2 separate regions of the Ovis canadensis genome follow, and region 2 is linked to region 1. Evidence: chromatin contacts called from public Hi-C data. All regions are on one chromosome and are shown on one strand. The core of a region is the stretch at or near the end of the contact, and the rest is flanking DNA. Distances in the headings are between cores, read along the strand shown. Region 1 holds the start of NHEJ1 (non-homologous end joining factor 1). Region 2 overlaps DNAJB2 (DnaJ heat shock protein family (Hsp40) member B2).

Region 1 (3,391 bases), core at 439-2,938:
CTATTCCTACTCAGAGGAGAAGATCTGGGAATGATGAAGCCAGTCCTCACCAGACCAGAGTCCCACTTTGCCCAAGATCACAAACCTCAAGTATGTCACAAACAGCAAGTCACCAAGCCCTTCTCTCCTTTCTAGACACACCCCAGTGTGCATTCTCAGTCATCAAAATTGGGCTGATTATCTGAGCCTGTCAGTCATCAAAATTGGGCTGATTATCTGAGCCTGTCACTTTAGAAAGCCTGGATGCTCAAGACCCTCACACTGTATGGTGTTTTGTGGAGGGGGGAGGAGTTTAAAATGCAGCTGGGGGGGTCAACAAGCCCCCCAAAAAGGTTTGAGAAATTCAGCACCACACCTAGAGTAAGCTGCTCTCACCACACACGTCCAGTTCTGAGATCTATATCTCAGCTTTTTCTTATTTCCTTCCAGGATGACTTCACATTAACCAGATTCACCCGTTTATTTTTCTTTTCTTTTCTTCTAATAATTTTTTATTGAAGTATAGCTGATTTACAATATTATATTAGCTTCAAGTGTGGTGGTGGTGGTTTAGTTGCTAAGTCGTGTCCGACTCTTGCGACCCCAGGGTCTGTAGCCTGCCAGGCTCCTCTGTCCACGGGATTCTCCAGGCAAGAATACTGGAGTGGGTTGCTATTTCCTTCTCCAGGGGATCCTCCCGACCCAGGAGTCGAACCCGGGTCTCCAGCATTGCAGGTAGATTCTTTACCTACTGAGCTATGCTGCTGCTGCTAAGTCGCTTCAGTCCTGCCCGACTCTGTGCGACCCCATAGACTGCAGCCCACCAGGCTCCCCCGTCCCTGGGATTCTCCAGGCAAGAACACTGGAGTGGGTTGCCATTTCCTTCTCAAAAGTGAAAGTGAAGTCGCTCAGTCGTGTCACTGAGCTTTGAGGGAAGTCAAATGTACACCTGTTACAATTACTGAATGAAGGGAGGGGAAGTGTGGAGGGCCAACAGCGGAGTGCCAACAGCGGAGTGGGGTTGCCTAAAGCGAGTCGGGATGAGCCCTCTAGGCGCAGTTCCTCCGCCATCCTGCAGAGGACAGCAGAACGCCAAAGACTGTCCGGGCTAGACTCTGCCCCGCCTCATCCCTCTGGGAGAGGGCGGACCCTCCCTCCCTTTACCACAGCCCCACCCCAGGAGCCCCGCCTGGTGGCAGCCAGTTTCCATTCGCCCTCGCGAGAAAGGCCTTCCAGTCCGTGTTTCTATTTTTACAGAGCCGGCTGCTTAAGGCGCGGCTCCGGACTCCCCAAGCGGCAACAAGGCCAAAAACCGGCTGCTTCATCGCAGCAAGTTGCCGGCTGGGAGTACCTCCACAAACCCCGCCCCGCGGCCGGGAGGCGAGCTGCGCACGCGCGGCCCCTGCACCACCACCCCGCCCATCCCCGGAGGCCTGGCCCAGAACCTTGGCCGCGCGCGGGTCCCTCCTGGCAGGACACTTGGGGGAAGGAGGCGCTATTGCCAGGACCAGCCCGCAGGGCCCGAGATGTCTTTCGCTGCCTAGCCCTGGCCCTGGCCCGGATTAGAGCTCGACCCCACCTACCGTGAGCGGCCGAGAGAGCTCTCACCCTCCCCGCGGCAGGCTGGCCCGCCCGCGCCAACGAAAAGGCCTAGAGTAGAAGCATTTCCCACCCCCACTACAGGGAGGTGGGGTCTTGGGACACTGGGGCGGAGCCCAGGCCTGATGTGGGCGGGGCATCTGGGCCCCGGGAGCTGATAACTGGAGTGCTCGGAGCCGGAGGGCTACCGGGGCCCTGGTAGGTGGGTAGAAGGAAAAAGGCGCACTTTAGAGTTGCCCTGCGTCCCTGGAGGCTCAGATAGTAAAGAATTCGCCTGCAATGCGGGATACCAGGGTTGGGAAGATGCATCCCCTGAAGGAGGGCATGGCAACCGACTCCTGTATCCTTGCCTGGAGAATCCCCATGGACAGAGGAGCCTGGCTGGATACAATCCATAGAGTCGCAAAGAATCGGACACGACTAAGCAACTAAGATCAGCACAGCAGAGTTGCCCTGGCAGAGTAGAAAGAATGCCAGACGAAATGCAGGAAGAAGGACCACGAATTTGAATTTGTTGAAAAACCGAAAGTCAAATTTCCCTACCCTACGTGTCTTTTTTGTTGTTTTATTTTTAAATAAAATGAGGGGATTGAACGTCACTAGATATTCTCTCTTGGGTCCCACCAGCACTCTGGTTGTTTAAGAGATGAGTCTCCCAGGCATACCTCCCCTGGTCTGACCTTGTCTTGTACCTTCCTGCCTGCTTTCTCCCTCCATCCACCACCATACGGATGCTCCATCACCAATCCAACTCATCTTGTACCTTGTGTAACTTACAGTTTTGCTCCATCTGGACACCCAAGTCTGAAAAATTCTCATCCATGTTCCACAACCCAAAGTCCTCTTGTTAAGGCCAGCCCCAGTGCTGCTTCTATGTAAAGTCTTTCCCACTATCCCCAATCAGAATTCATTGTTTCTTACTCTTTGCTCCCATAGCATTCTTTTAATCTTTATTGAAGGCTGACTTCCACTTTGGATTTTAGTTAGTAATTACATGTTTTTTATTGTTGTTGTTTTTTTGATGTACCACAAAGCTTACTGGATCTTAGTAGTTCCCCAACCAGGGATGGAATCCACACCCTTTGCACTGGAAGCTTGGACTTCCAGGGAAGTCCAGTAATTACATGTCTTTTTAAATCATAAGTATTTGAGAGGGGAGGGACCCTGTCTTATCCATATCTATATTTCCAGGACCTTACACATAGGAGATAATAAATATCAGTTAAGTGAATGCTAGGGTTCGAGTATAGATCATTCACAGGCAAAATATCACTCATTCATTCACAGCCCCTGCTCTGGAACAGGCCTAACTAAGAAAGGAAAAGGCAAACACACCTATTGGGAAGTGAGATTTTTGGGGGGCCCATGTGAGATACACACACACATCCTCTCCCCGGGAAAAAGTGGAGCCTGTGATCTGGTTCTTCAGCAAGCTGGGAGTTAGGACTAAACTAACTAGAGTAGGAGTCCTGGTAATTACTGGGACTGTCCTCTGCTAGGCTGAGGGCACTGGTCCCCAAAGTCAGGCAGCAAGTCAGCTGTCTCTCCGGGCTCAGCGGGCCCTCTTTCCTCATTCCCAGAGTCTTGGGGCAGCGGGCAGAGGCAACGGAGGGGTTGGGGAATGCAGGGACACAGGTTTTGGATGGAGAAAGGAAGCTCGTACTCTTTATCTGCCTTCTCCCTGGACTTCTGAGGCATCCGAGCCTTTCGGGCAGTAAAAGGAGGTGGCAGCCCTTGCCCTAGGCCTCGCTCAAGCCGTGTGCCTGCAAAAGACAGAGTGGTCAGGACATTGCCCAACCCAGGGAGTGATGAC
Region 2 (3,391 bases), core at 584-3,083, 120 kb after region 1:
CATTTGACAGTGTAGGCACTCTTGTCATTCCCATTTTATGTATGAGGAAAGGGAGGCTTAGGGAGATTGAGTAATTTGTCCAAAGAGACAGTTTGTACCTGCTGAAGCTGAATAACTGGCCATGCTCATAAGCATGTAGGTTTCAAAATGCATGCACCCCCACTTCCAAAGGAGGGGCTGAGAGTGGCCAGAGTGCATGAGGCCGCCTGGCAGGCTTCCCGAGGCCTGGATCAAAGGGCCTCATGGTGGCCGTGACTCCTGCAGGTATCCCAGACGACCTGGCCCTGGGCTTGGAACTGAGCCGTCGTGAGCAGCAGCAGTCTGTCACCTCCAGGTCAGGGGCCACGCAGGTCCGGCAGACCCCTGTGTCACGACCCCTCGATGGCAGCCTCTCTGAGGAGGATGAGGACCTGCAGCTTGCCATGGCCTACAGCCTGTCAGAGATGGAGGCATCTGGGAAGAAACCGGCAGGTGGGCGGGGGGCACAGCGACGACGGCAGGGGCAGCCCAAGGCCCAGAACCACGATCCAGGCGTGCGGGAGCCCCATGAGGGTGCGAGGGGTGACACAGCCAAGCCCAGCCCCTCTCCGGAGGAGAAGGCCACTCGCTGCCTCATCCTCTGATCACCAGGCCCAGCCCACCCGATTCGGGGGGACTGGGAGTCCTGGTCAGAGAAGGGCATGGCCTGAGTTGCAGGAGCCCCTCTCCACCTCGGTGCTCCCTCCCCAGGTCCACCCCTCCCTCCAGCGTGGATTTGCTGTGCTCAGCCCACGGCTGATAGGTCCCTGGTGAAGTCCAGCGTGGGGGGACCTCAGGGAAGCGGGAGGGCCTGAGGAGCCAGGATGAACTTAATTCTTATTAGACGGGGAGTTTCTAAGGGGCATTAGTGGCTTGGGTTGGGCCTTTCATGCCCAGGCCTTCTGCCACCTGTGTTGCTGAATGATGTCAAGGAAGGAGGACTTGGCCTGAGGTTCTCTGAGCCAGAGTGGGCAGCCACAGCTCTCCTGGTCGGCTGCAGACACCCCCACCCCGGTTTCCGTGCGCAGTGTTGAGCTCTGACGTCTCTGTTGCTTCCCTCCTGGTGCTGCTTCTCCTCCCTCGCACTCTTCTCTCTGCAATTCCCCGCGGGCTACATCGCTTGCTTTCACTGCCTCCTGCCTGGCTGGGACTCCCTTCTTCCTTTTCCCCAGAAAGCCTCTTTGTGGCGAGGAAGATGCTGTGGCCCGTAGGGCCATAAGGTCTTCCGGGGAGGCTAGCTTGGTGGGGCGGGAGCCTCTCGGCCCGTCCAGATTCAGAACCGGAGCCTACTCCTCCTCCCTTCCTCTTGCTGCCTCAGCCTGCCCCCAGCCTCCGGACTAGCCAGAGGTGAGGCCGGCTAACCCTGGAGAGGGGGGATAGGGCCAGGGTGCCCCAGGAGGGAGGTCTAGGAGGGACCGCATCCCATCCTCCCGCACCATGCATCAGGGCTCAGGGAGAGGCCACAGGGCTAGCCCAGGGCTGCATGCTTAGCTCTGCCCTCCACGGCTTGCGGCTGATCCTCTCTCCTGTCACCCCACCCCCGCTCTCTCCCCAGATGTGTTCTGAGCTGGATGTCCGGGACCCAGAGTTGCTGCACAGTTCCAACAGGACAGCGCCCAACCCTGTGCACTGGGAGGGGACCCTCCATCCCTCTCGCTCACCCGTGCTGAGCATAGAGCTGGGCCTGGGTGGTGGGCGGGTGCCGGGTGGGAGGTAGGCTTAGCCTGTAAATGCTTCCCAGGGTGTTTGGTGCTGTTTCCTGGGGACTACAAGTCCCAGAATGCAACGCACCTCGCCTCCTTTCTGTTAGATGATGCTTGGAGGAAGTGGTGCGCAGTTAACGGAGCTGTGCATCTTGGGATATGTAGTTCCAGCTCTGGTCGGCCTGTTAACTCGTCGTGAGATGGGGACATCTTGTCATTTGATTTGTCCCTGGCAGGGGTGGCAAGAATGTGGATGAAGGGGGAATGTGAGCTTCGTTTCCCCTGATACCTCTTGCTAGCGCTGGGGTTAGAGTGTACAAATCAAGGCCCCGAGGCATCTGGGAGAGGTTATTTTCCTGTGGGCAGTCCTGGGGTCTGAGAATGAGCCAGGGCGGATTGGCTGAGCAGGGCGTGGTCTCAAGAGGGCTGATGGGCATGGGCTGGTGAGAGCTTGGAAGGTGGGAGGCCACCCTAGCGCTCTGGGGTGTGTGAGTGTGTGTGTGTGTGGCTGGAATCAGCATGTGATGGGTGCTCCGGGCATGCCGCTGCTTGTATGGCTCCTTTGGCCTCTGACCCTGCTGCCCATTCTTTCTCTCCAACACCACAGAAACTGCCTCTCCTCCTCCCTCCCTGGGGAGCCCGGTGGCCGGGGAGGGAAGTGGTGGAGCTGGGGTGTTGCCAGCCCCTGTGCCATTGAGTCTCAGTGACCTATCAAAGCCAGCTGGGCTGAGCTCAGACCAAGAGGGAAACACTGGAAGTCAATAAAGCTGAGTTTCGAGAGCTTAGTGGTGTGCTGTGTCCTGTGTGCTTCCTTCCCGCCAGCCAACCCTGTGGGGCCAGCGGGTGACACACCTCCCTTTATTTCTCAGACATCCAGAGGTCGCAAGCCTTCCCAGCTGACAGCAGAAGTCCCCTCTTTGACCAGGCGGCCCTCCCCTAATATGGTGTGGAATCCCAGGCTGTGCTCACATGCCTCACCTCTGGGGGCCCCCTGCACTGGGCTTTCACAGGCAGCTATTCTCCAAATGCAGGACCCCACCACCCAACTACTGCAGGGTCTGCAAGCGCAGCTAGGACCAGATCTGACTGGACTGAAACCTGAGGCCAACAGAAAGCCAGAAACTTGGTGAAACACCTCTAAAAACCTCCTCCTGAGGCCCAGAGACTGAGCATCACCTCCACAGGTCCTCTTAGCTTAAGGCTAGCACCCAGGGTCAGAAGCCTGCCTCTCTCACATGGAGTAGCATAAGTCTGCCCCAAGCAGGGTCCAGGGACAAGGGAGGTGAAAACTAGGTACCTCCCCCATCCTGTCTCTTCAGACACCTGCAGAGAGGCCCTCCCAGCCACGGGACAAGCACTTTTCCATCATCTTGCAGGGCAGTGTGGTTCGCCTCCAACTCTCTCTTCCATTCGGGGGTAAGCACTGGGCTTCATCCTCAATAGCCAAAGGACCTATATTGTATTTTCCTCAAAACAAGGAAGCAGCATGCCCTGAAAGGAATTTCAAGCCTCTGTCTTGAGAGAGAGAGAGAATCTGTTGGAAGTTTCTGCCCACTTCCAGCCTTTACAATGACCAACAGTGGTGTTGAGCTGCAGCAGAGCACAGATGAGGGGTGGGGGGCCAGAGGTCCACACACTGTCCCTTCATTCTCTGAGCAGGACAGGTGGTA

The links. Hi-C and Micro-C count contacts between places; a contact is called where the count stands out from the background.
Region 2: a Hi-C map of fibroblasts shows a contact between it and region 1, with 4 times the contacts expected there. The contact joins the enhancer-like site here to the promoter of NHEJ1 in region 1. A contact is called at or near these places in 2 of 2 Hi-C or Micro-C datasets (fibroblasts and lung).

The regions. Positions count from the first base shown.
Region 1 is chr2:226,501,895-226,505,285 of ARS-UI_OviCan_v2, forward strand. NHEJ1 (non-homologous end joining factor 1) reads right to left here and starts at 1,689. Exons shown (of 8, transcript XM_069578373.1): 1 at 1,563-1,689. SLC23A3 (solute carrier family 23 member 3) reads right to left here. Exons shown (of 12, transcript XM_069578367.1): 12 at 2,556-3,341. The coding sequence ends at 3,055.
Region 2 is chr2:226,621,333-226,624,723 of ARS-UI_OviCan_v2, forward strand. DNAJB2 (DnaJ heat shock protein family (Hsp40) member B2) reads left to right here. Exons shown (of 9, transcript XM_069574607.1): 8 at 265-471; 9 at 1,574-2,506. The coding sequence ends at 1,584. Among named protein-coding and RNA genes, the nearest start is that of DNAJB2, 6.8 kb to the left of the region's middle. Within about 2 kb of position 1,834, the one cell type or tissue checked has open chromatin away from gene starts, as enhancers often do. A contact at or near this core is called in fibroblasts, where this site is marked.